Linked DNA regions of Mus musculus: region 1 is linked to region 2. Evidence: chromatin contacts called from public promoter capture Hi-C data. All regions are on one chromosome and are shown on one strand. The core of a region is the stretch at or near the end of the contact, and the rest is flanking DNA. Distances in the headings are between cores, read along the strand shown.

Region 1 (5,006 bases), core at 1,164-3,663, 130 kb before region 2:
AGAAGTTCTTACATGTAAGGCAAGTGCCCTACCACTAAGCTACACACGCTAGTCCTTGAAAATTTTTGATTAACCATCCTCCTACTTCAGACTCCTGAGTAATGGCTCACAGATGTGTGCCAACCACATGGTTGGCACCATCCTCTTAGGAAAAAGCAGGGTCTCCTTCAAAAGCTAAGGCTTTCTCTTATAACTTGCTCCCTGTGGTCAGAAAACCCACACAGAGTTGTTCCGATTCTCTAGCTGGCTTTCAGGACTACATGACATACTTTTTCTAACAAATTTTAAACTTCTGCATATTCCTAAGTAATACTGTTAAAGTTAATGTAAAATGTCCTACGGTGCCACTGAATCTGACATATGTACAGCACTTCTTTTTTTTTTTTTTTTTTTTTTTTTTCGAGACAGGGTTCTCTGTGTAGCCCCGGCTGTCCTGGTACTCACTTTGTAGCCCGCCCCCCTCCCCACCCCCCCAGTGCTGGGAATTAAGGCATGCGTCACCACGCCCAGCATGTATAGCATTTCTACTCAGTCTATACACTAATGCTGTATCATCGGTTCCTATATTGAACACCAAATCCAAAATATCTTTTTTACAAATTGAGTTTTAAAAAGCATTAGACTTTTAGAAAATACAATTAAGGGGTCACCTGCTCACTTTCCCTAATTTTCCCCCAAATGTATCAGCACCAACCATGCCTTAAATAATGTCTTCCTTTACTGTTAGAGAACTTGATGCAAAAGAAAGAGTAAGATACCATTATAAATAAGGCCAAAAACCCATAACTGAAAATAAAAAAGCAAACTATGCTTCACGGGAGCTTAGTTCCCAATTTTGACTAGAGTTCTCCCAAAAGCTGCTACAGCTACACGGATCAACAGTCCACAGTCGTTTCCTCCCCTCCCGCCCCTTTCTGAGGCCAGCAGACTTGGGGCTGCAGTGGTTAAAAGCAGAAAACCCAAGTCTGGTGGCTCAAACCACCTGTAACTCTAGCTCCGAGGGATCTGACTTGCTCTGTCTGGGCCCTAAGAGCACACCCTACCCCACCCCCCCAAAATTGTTTTTTTTTTCTTAATATGTACACTTTCCTCCTTAGGAATGTATCACAGCGACCTAGAGAGGCTACTTAAAGATATAATTGAGTGGTTTATAATAGAATGCTTCAAATCAGCAATGGCAAAACATGAACTAATGAACCCCTCTTTTTAACTTAGTTGCCATGATTAAGTCATGTACCTCGCAGTAAGATCAGAAATCCCTGCTCTATACTGCATTCCTATCAGCCAGCAAAAGCGTTGTTTTTGTTGTTTTGTCTTCTTTACCAGGAAAAAAGTGAGATCTATCTTTAAAGAGCATGGGAACATGTGCCTGTTCGGAAGCCCTATATGCCTGCTCTTATTAAAAGAACTACTACAGAACTATGGAATGTCTAACAAGGAGCGAAAATTAAGACTTTTAGGGTAACAATCGCCCCATCTAAAGATCCCTCCCTAGTTAAGTATCGTTCACTCAATACTCATATTATTAACTTGAAGGAGTTTGTTCGACACAAGTACGGCAAAAAAAAAAAAAAAAAAATCTAATTTTTAAAAAATCCCGCTATCTTAAGCTCTTTTTTTTCTTCTTGGTGCTGGAGACTGAATCCAGGTTTTTATGCATGCTAGAATTCTACTACTGAGCTACTTACTCAAGCAAGCCAACGCTCTCTCTTAATGCCCATGCACAGTAGCAGTGAAGGCAGCAAGTGAAAAAAAAAAAAAAAAAAAATTCCAGAGACCTGACCTTGCTCCCAAGTCGACTACTTCTGCACTCCTCCTCCCCCTAGTGTCCCCCGCCAGCCGGTTCCCGCAGTCCCAAGTGCTCAGTCTGCCTGTTCCAACATCTGCCTGGCAATGAGTGACTGACAGGCGACCAGAGGGTCGGACGGGAGGTGGCCCGACAAACGCTGAGGCCCAAGAGGAAAGAACTCGAGGAGGTGGTGGCGACGGCGACAGCTTTCGCAGCGAGAGGACCGGGCGTTAGGGACTGAAGGGGGACAAGGCCTGCGAGGAGCAGAGGGCCACGGTAGGGAAGAGCAAAGGGGCTGGCAGGCTTGGAGAGGGCACCCGGGCTGCGAGGCCGGGCAGGGCGCGGACTCACGTTCTCCCACCAGCAGGATCCTCACGTCTTTCTTCATGTCGGAGGCTCGCAGGGGCCGCACTCGGCCCGCACGCATGGAGCGCACGCCTCACGCCGGGAGCGTCCAGCCCGTGGCGCCGCTCTCCCCGCGATACCGCCGCTCCCTGCCAGCCTTAGCGGCCTCTGCGCCCGAATCTCGGCCGCCAGGACCTGCCGCACCGACTCCTCCTCTACCGCTCCGCTTGGGAGCCGGGGCAAGCCAGCTCCGCCTCCTCCGGCTCCGCGGACGCGGGCGGCGGCGGCGGCGAGGACGACGGCGGGCGGCGAGGGACAAGAGCTTTCGGAACCTCAACGCTCTCGTATCTTGAACAGCGCCCCTGCAGGAAGGCAGACGGTAGCGCAAAACCCCGGAGGTTTGCCTGCCACAGTCTGAACACTGCCAGAGGATGTAAGTGACAGATTCCTTGGTCAGAACAGTCAGAGCCCACTTGTTTTACAGAACAAGAACAGAAGAGTCCAGGGTCACGCAGCAGGAGCTTGGTCGTGAATCGGAGATTTCTTCACTAAACGATAATGTCCAGGAGGGCAAGAGACCTGCCTACCTGGTTTTCAGCTGTGTTCACACTGTTGGACTTACCTTTCAAAAATGCTTTATTGAACAAGGTTACTGGCTCCCAGGGTGTGAACACTCCCCAGAGCCCATCACCTGTTTTCCCCCCCTCAAAATGTATTATTCTGTATATTTGTGTATGACACGTGCGTTTGAGTATCTTCCATGGTGAGTATGTGGCGGTCAGAGGACAGTCCTCAAGAATTGGTACTTGGCTGACATTATGGCACAAGCCAGCTCTTAGAGGCACTTTGGATCCAGGGGTCAAACTCAGGTCATCAGGCCTGAACAGAAAGCACTTTTACCCGAGACTATATCACAGCCCAAGAAATTGCTTAAAAAAAAAAAAAGGCCGACAACCGGGCTTTTTTTTCATGGTGGCGCACGCCTTTGATCCCTGCACCGGGGAGGCAGAGGCAGGCAGATTTCTGAGTTCGAGGCCAGACTGGTCTACAAAGTGAGTTCCAGGACAGCCAGGGCTACACAGAGGAACCCTGTCTCGAAAAACCAAAAAAAAAAAAAAAAAAAAAAAGTAGGGCGTGATAGCTCATGCCTGTAATCCCAGCATCTGGGAAGATGAAGTAGAAGGATTGCCATGAATCTGAGGCCAGCCTGGGCTTTAGGGTGAGACCTAAGGAGCCATGGTATTTCAAACCTGAAAGTGGTGGTGGCAAGAAGATTAAGCCATCAAAGCTATTCTTATCCACACATAGATATTTCATGCCCACCAGGCGGTGGTGGCACACGTCTTTAATTCCAGCACTTGGGAGGCAAAGGCAGGAGATTTCTGAGTTCGAGGCCAGCCTGGTCTACAAAGTGAGTTCCAGGACAGCCAGGGCTATACAGAGAAATCCTGTCTCAAAAAACAAACAAACAAACAAAAAAACAGACAGACAGAAATAGAAGGAAACCCTTTCTTAAAAAGTGCCTGGGAAAGCTGGTGTGGTGATATAAACCATCCCAGTATTCAAGAGGTTGAAGCAGGACCACTAGTTGAGAGCCAACCTGAGTTACCCAATGAAACCCTGTCTCAAACAAGCAACAAAACCCCACTCCGTGATACAACAGGGGGTGAAGGCACACCTCTTGTTCACAGGGAGATGTCCCTAGGACGGTAGCTGCAAAGAAGATTACAGGACTCTAGAGGACTCATGGCCCCTCTGCCTGTTTCTTCTCTACCAAATGAAGATGTCAGACCCTTCCTTGCATAAATATTTGGAGCAACCTCATGAAGTAATATTTAAATGTTCCACTATTTTCTGATGGAATCACCACCAGATAAACCCACTATAAACAGAAATCTAGTAATCTAGTAACCTTCCAAGCACCACATTTAAATAACACAGTAGTTTATCTTCCTGATCACACAGCTGAGAGACACTTGCTGCTGCTGTCCTGCCTATTACTAGCCCAGAAAGGCATCAAAAATTGTGAAATACAATTCTATTAACCATGTTATCACTTTGGCACTATGATACATTTTAGCCAAAAGATAGAGAAACAATTGACACTACTATAGATTTCTTTTTTAATATAGCTGGAAGTGGTGACAGGTGCCTTTAATCCCAGTACTCAGGAGGCAGAGACAGGCTGATTTCTTAAAAGAGTTCTACTCCAGGGTCTGGGAGAGATGGTTCAATGGTTAAGAGCACTGCCTGCTCTTCCAAAGGTCCTGAGTTCAACTCCCAGCAACCACATGGTGTTTCACAACCATCTATACCAGGGTCTGATGCCTTCTTCTGGCATGCAAGTGTATATACAGGTAGAGCACTCATACATAAAATAAATAAAAATGTTTTTAAAAAAGAAAAAAAAATAGTTCCATCCCAGCCAAGACTACATAAAGAGACCTTGACTCAAAACAGGTCAGCAATAATAAATAAATAGTCAAATCACAGTAAGTCAGAGATTGTGCTTTGTATCTGAATAATGTATCATACAGAATTTTAGCTGGGGATATCTCCCATGCCATTAATCTCAGCACTCAACAGACAGGGGCTGGCAGATCTCTGTGAGGTTAAGACCAGCATGATCTATAGAGCAAGTTCTAGGACAGCCAGGGCTACACAGAGAATCCATCTCTTGAAAAACAAAAACCAAAAAAAAAAGATGTGTTTATTTAGTGTGTGGTGCATGTGTGTGTGTGTGTTTAATGCAAACACATACCCCTTCTCATGCTATTGGAAGTCAGAAGCCTTCCTCCATCACTGTCCACCTTGGTTTTGCTTGAGAGAGGGTCTCTCACTAAAGCTAGAACTCACTGATACGGCTAAACCG
Region 2 (5,600 bases), core at 1,572-4,071:
TTTGGGAAGGATTAGGAGGTGTGGCCTTGTTAGAGGAGGTGCGTCACAAAGGGGAGGGCTTTGTAATTTCAAAAGCTCACTCCAGGCCCAGTCTCACTCTCTGCCTGCAATTTATGGACCAGATATGAGTTCTCAGCAACTGTCCCAGTGCTATGCCAGCCTCCCTGTTGCCACAGTTCCCTGCCATGATGATCATGGACTAACCCTCTGAAAGTATAAGGAGGCCCTCAGTTAAATGCTTTCTTTTATAAGAGTTGCCTTAGTCGTGATGTCTCTATGGCAATAGAACAGTAGTTAAGACACTAAGCAAACACTCTACCTCTGAGCTACATTAGTAGCATAACTCTTGGCTGTTTGAAATATGATCTTAGTGGGTAGTTCAGACTGGCCTAGCATGCTATATATGTAGCCCAGGCTGGCCTCAATGGAGCCTGCTACTTCAGCAGTGTTCTGAGTGCTGGCATCACAGGCTTATGTCAACATGCCTGGCTAAGGTAGTGCTTATCCTGCACTCTGAGGCCCTTGCTCCCCCCCCCCCCCAAGATTCTCTCTGTAGACCAGGCTGGCCTTGAACCTGAGAAATCCACTTGCCTCTGCCTCCTGAGTGATGGGATCAAGGACATGTACCCTTACTGCCTGGCTGGCCCTTGATCATTAAAACATGATTTTTTTTTCTTAAAGATTTATTTATTTTATTTTTGTGAGTACACTGTTGCTGTTTTTCAGACACACCAGAAGAGGGAATCAGATCCCATTACAGATGGTTGTGAGCCACCATATGGTTGCTGGGAATTGAACTCAGGACCTCTGGAAGAGCAGTCAGTGCTCTTAACCGCTGAGCCATTTCTCCAGCCCCAAAACATGATTTTTATTTTATTTTATGAGTGTTTTGCCTGCATGTATGTATGTGCACTATGTGTATGCCTGGTACTCTCAAAAGCCAGAAAAGACGGTCAGATTCCCCATGACTGGAATCAGAGACAGTCCTGAGTTACCATGTCAGTGCTGGGAATCTAACCTGGCTCCCCAGGAGGAACAATCAAAGCTCTTAACCACTGAGGCATCTCTGTAGTTCCTTCCAAACTTTACCTGCAAATATAGTATTCTGTTCTATCTTTTCAGCAACTCTTGTCCATATATTTATTAGACTCTCCTCCTACTCCTATCCTTAAGTTTGTCTTTCCTACTTTGTCCTACTGTTTTCTACTCGCATGGTTAATGCCTTAATTCATTTAGCAGATACCAACTATTTACTAAGTATTAGGCTATGTTATCTTTAGGATAAAAACAGCTCTTCTGGCCACTCTCTCCATTTTTCTTTCAAAAGGGCTTCCTTCTATTTTCTTTACTTTCTTATTTTATTTATTCATTTTTTGTTTGTTTGTTTGTTTGAAGATTACGGTTTCTCTGTGTAGCCCTGGCCATTGTGGAACTCAGTCTTTAGGCCTCAAACTCAAAAGATTTACCTGTCACTGGCTGGGACTAAAGGGGTTTGTCACCACTGCCCAGCTGTTTTCCTTATTTTCAAGTATTCTTTTATTTCTTCTTCTCCTCTCTTCCTTCCCCTCCCCACTTTATTTATTTATTTATTTATTTATAGACCAGGCTGGCCTGGAACTCCCCCTCCCTACTTTTGAAAGTGTCTTTTTTTTTTTTCCAGACAGTGTTTTATATCACTCACGTTTCTCCCAGACTCACTACGTAACAACCAGATAACTGTTCTGAGTTCCAGATCTTCCCAAGAGCTGGGAGTAGAGGGTATGCCCCTATGTTTCGCCCATGTGGGAAGAACAGTCTGACCTGGAACATCTTCGATCTGGCCTCTAATACAGATCCATTGCATAATCCTGAGACAATCCTGTACCGTGTCTGATCCTGCTGAGGACAATTTACACACCTTGGGCTTATGGCTCATTTAAGGACTCAAATCCAACCAGTTTTAGTGTGGCTTTTCAGCAGATCACTTTTTACCGTTTTAATAGTTTGGGGGGAAAATTACAAAGACCATGTTGTGACACGTGAAAGTTATTATGCCATATCTAAAATTCTGTATTGAAAGGTTTATTTTTACATCCTTGTTGTCCAATCTGCCTTTTTTGCTCCCCATTCCAAGCAACCCTCCTTCCCCGGCCTCTCTTAGGGCTGAAACACAGGAGCAAGCGGCTCCTCTTGTTTTTACTATACATGGTCACACCCATTTACTTAATACAGCGAAACATACACTTTATCACATGCCAGCAGATATTTATCGGGAGGCCCTTACCGAAGAAAACGTGCCATCATTCGCCTTGGCCTTCTGCCAAGATTGCTGTACAGCTGGTCATCACTTGGGCCTCTCTCTCTCTTTCACCTCCCTCCTAAGAGTATCTAGGTAGTGGCGCCTGGGTCAAGTATCCTCCCAAAATTCCCGCCTCAGCTGGCATTTACTAGGAAGGTAGTACAGCGACGATTTAAGGCCCAGAGCTGTAGCCTCGGCCCTGGAGATCATGCACTGAGTTTAGGAGAGTAGATCCCCCCTCTGTGTCCCTCCACTTCCTCCACTGTGCAGGGCAGATAAGTAGTGCAGTAAGATAAGAAGTGGGAAGCACTTAGAGACGTGTTCACGTGTTTCTACTCTAGCCTCCACTTGTTTCCTGAGGAAGTGTCCAGGCGGGCGCAGCAAAGAGGCCGGAGGAGGAGCTGAGCAGACGGCGCAGCAGGTTTCACTCACTCAGACCAAGGCGCCATTAGTGCCTGTGTCCCCCCCACCCCCACCCCCCGGCGTCTGTCAATCAAGCGGCAGCGGGGGCGGGGCGTGAAGGACAGGGCAGGGCGGGGCGGCGCTTCCGCTGCGCGAGGCCGCTCGGGGTCGCTCGCGGGAGCTAGGCGCAGTCGGGAATCCGGCGGGCCGCGCGACCAGATGAAGGGCGCGATGGAGCCGGAGCCCGAGGTGCTGCTTCAGGAAGCCCGCGAGAACGTGGAGGCGGCGCAGAGCTACCGGCGGGAGCTGGGCCAGCGGCTGCAGGGGCTGCGGGAGGCGCAGAGGCAGGTCGGAGGGCCGCTGCGGGCCTTAGAGGGCGCGGGCCGGAGGGTGGGCGCGCGCGGCGGGGGCGCCCCGAGGCTCAGCAGAGGAAGTGGGTCGCAGACCTGTGGGAGACGTGACATGGGGAGGTGGGTCCTGCAGAGTTCTTCAAGGGAAAGATAAGTTTGGCGGACTGAGAAAGAGTTTGGGGAGCGCTCCTGAGCCGCCTCGCGGGGCACTTGGTGAGCGTAGGGGTGGTGTCCGAGGATGAACCACGGGAGCAAAACCCGAGGGATCGCAGAGTGAAGATCGGAAAAGAGAGTTGGGAGGAAGAGGGCATAGTCAGGGGAAACCTGCGACAGATAACTCGGTTTAGAAAGCCTGAGGGCACTGACCTGGGGACAGTAAAGGTGGAGACGAAGTAGAGGGAGAGGGAAGAAGTAAGGAGAAATGGAGAGGTTGAGCAGCAGTGACCTTAATGCCGAATGAATGGGGACGGGGGGGGGGGGGGGTTGTTATTTGAACATCTCACAAGATCCCGAACGCCTTGAACAACCTTTTAGAGTAATCTCTAGACAGGCTAGAACTGAAGGTGAAGGATGTTGAAGGGCAGAAGGAGCAAAACAAGATGTTTCAGGGAGGGTATACAAAGGTGAAGGGAAATGGAAAAACAGATTTTAAGAGAGGACTGGTAATAGAAGAGGCTAAATACACTTTCAAGTACTGCAGTTATCTCTCCACAAGGAAAGGTCGAACAGAGATAGCGGAAAGCCACATGGCTCCTCTCCACTCTCAAAGGTATACAGAAAAAGATATAAGCCCCTGCTAATGCTAGATAAGATAGATAATCCTCACATTACTATTAAGTGCTTTAGTTAATGCTTTTTGAGGAAATGGAAATTCATTAGAATTTCTCTAGGCCTAGTTTTGTAGGGTACCGTCACACTGGTAACTCCAGTGCTGCTGTGCCGAAGCAGAAAATGGTGAAGTAGTGCTGCGATAATCTTCGAATATTGTCATTGCTAATAATTTAAACCTCTCTAGAGCTGGTGTAGGCCAGGCATCAACAGTTGAGCTAGAACTAGGATCAGAATCCAGATACGACTTATGATTTAAACCTGATTTGGTGAATACTTTCAAGGTCTTCCAATGCAGACATCTGGATTTCCTTTGGAAAGAATCTGCATTATTCCTTCTGCTATTTTGAAATAAATGTTGAAAATCTAGGATTTAAAAAAAAAAGGTTTAAAATACCCTCTTTTATATAGTACTGCTTAGTCTGTGAATTTCATGTATGCATACAGTGTATTTTATCTTAGTCACCTCCCACACCACCCCCTCGAACATTTTTAAATTTTAATTTTTTAATTATTCATTTATTTTTTTTGAAACAGGGTTTCTCTGTGTAGCTCTGACCGTCCTGGAACTTGCTTTGTAGACGAGGCTGGCCTTGAACTCAAATATTTGCTAGCCTCCACCACTCAGGTTTTTTTTTTTCTTTTAAATTTATTTATTTTTTTATATATGAGCACACTGTTGATATCTTCAGACACACCAAAAGAGGGCATCAGATCCCATTACAGATGGTTGTGAGCCACCATGTGGTTGTTGGGAATTGAACTCAAAACCTCTGGAAGAGCAATCAGTGCCCTTAACCACTGAGCCATCTCCTTTTTTTTTAAAACAAACAAACAAACAAGATCTTGCTAAGTAGCCAAGGCTATCCTGGGACTCACCATGTAGCCAACCAAGGCTGGCAACAGCTGGAAATCCTCCAGCCTCAGCCTCTGGAGTACTGGGATAACAGGCATGTTTCCACCATTCTTGGCTAAAGTACCCTGTAATAAATGACTAATGTGTCAGCCAGTTCATATATCTTACACACGAGCATGGCTGTTGTTCAGCTCCCTCAGCAATTAAGAGGCATTAGGGTTGGCACTAGAAGAATGAGGTAAGCACTGGGTGTAGTACTTATTAATGTCTTGTGTGTGTGTTGAGTGCAGTTTTTGAGTGATTCCCACCCTAGATAGTTAGATGTTCATTTGCCAAACCTAGATGTATGATTATGGCTCCGTGATACTTGCCTAATCGATCTACAGCCCTGAAAAGGAAAGTTAAACTTATATTCTTTCATTTTACATTTACTTATTATTTCTTTATCCATTGTGTTGGTGATGGAATCCAGTGCTTTAGACTTACTGGGAAACTGCACTCACTACCTCTTGAACAGTTAAGTTTTGAATCCAATAATTTAAATTCAGAACATACTCTGATAATGAGTTTGGTTCACTGTGGTTTTCATTTGTTTTCTTTTTGAGAGCCCTCGTCTCCTGCTCGACACAGCGCATTCATCACAGTTTAGATTTTTGGTGACGGCGGTACTGCTTATGCTAAGTAATAGTGGTGTCAGTCTCCTCTTCAGCTGGAGTCTGTTTTGTTCCAGTTTCAAGTTACCACAGCTACTTCTAGCCCATTGTGCTTGTTCAGATTTGTAGAATTAGGCCCCTGTCCAGTCGGGTTTAAAGAAAGGTCTGTGCTACAAAAAACGTTATCAAATAAGCAGGAGCCTTTGCGTGGTGGCTAGGATATTCTTAGAGTT

Evidence for each region. Capture Hi-C pulls out chosen DNA fragments and counts their contacts.
Region 1: a promoter capture Hi-C map of liver shows a contact between it and region 2. The contact joins the promoter of Rhot1 here to the promoter of Crlf3 in region 2. A contact is called at or near these places in 11 of 39 promoter capture datasets (the 3T3-L1 cell line, 3T3-L1-derived adipocytes, embryonic stem cells and 5 more), 2 of 15 datasets of contacts at CTCF or cohesin (CD8 T cells and the NIH/3T3 cell line), 28 of 484 Hi-C or Micro-C datasets (CD4 T cells, Sertoli cells, Th1 cells and 14 more), 15 of 115 datasets of contacts at active chromatin or transcription factors (the HPC-7 cell line, the SCID.adh cell line, bone marrow-derived macrophages and 5 more) and 3 of 9 other capture datasets (adipose tissue, liver and pancreatic islet).

Annotation. Positions count from the first base shown.
Region 1 is chr11:80,206,458-80,211,463 of GRCm38.p6, reverse strand. Rhot1 (ras homolog family member T1) reads right to left here and starts at 2,413. Exons shown (of 19, transcript NM_021536.8): 1 at 2,141-2,413. The coding sequence starts at 2,216.
Region 2 is chr11:80,078,212-80,083,811 of GRCm38.p6, reverse strand. Crlf3 (cytokine receptor-like factor 3) reads left to right here and starts at 2,821. Exons shown (of 8, transcript NM_018776.2): 1 at 2,821-3,028. The coding sequence starts at 2,900.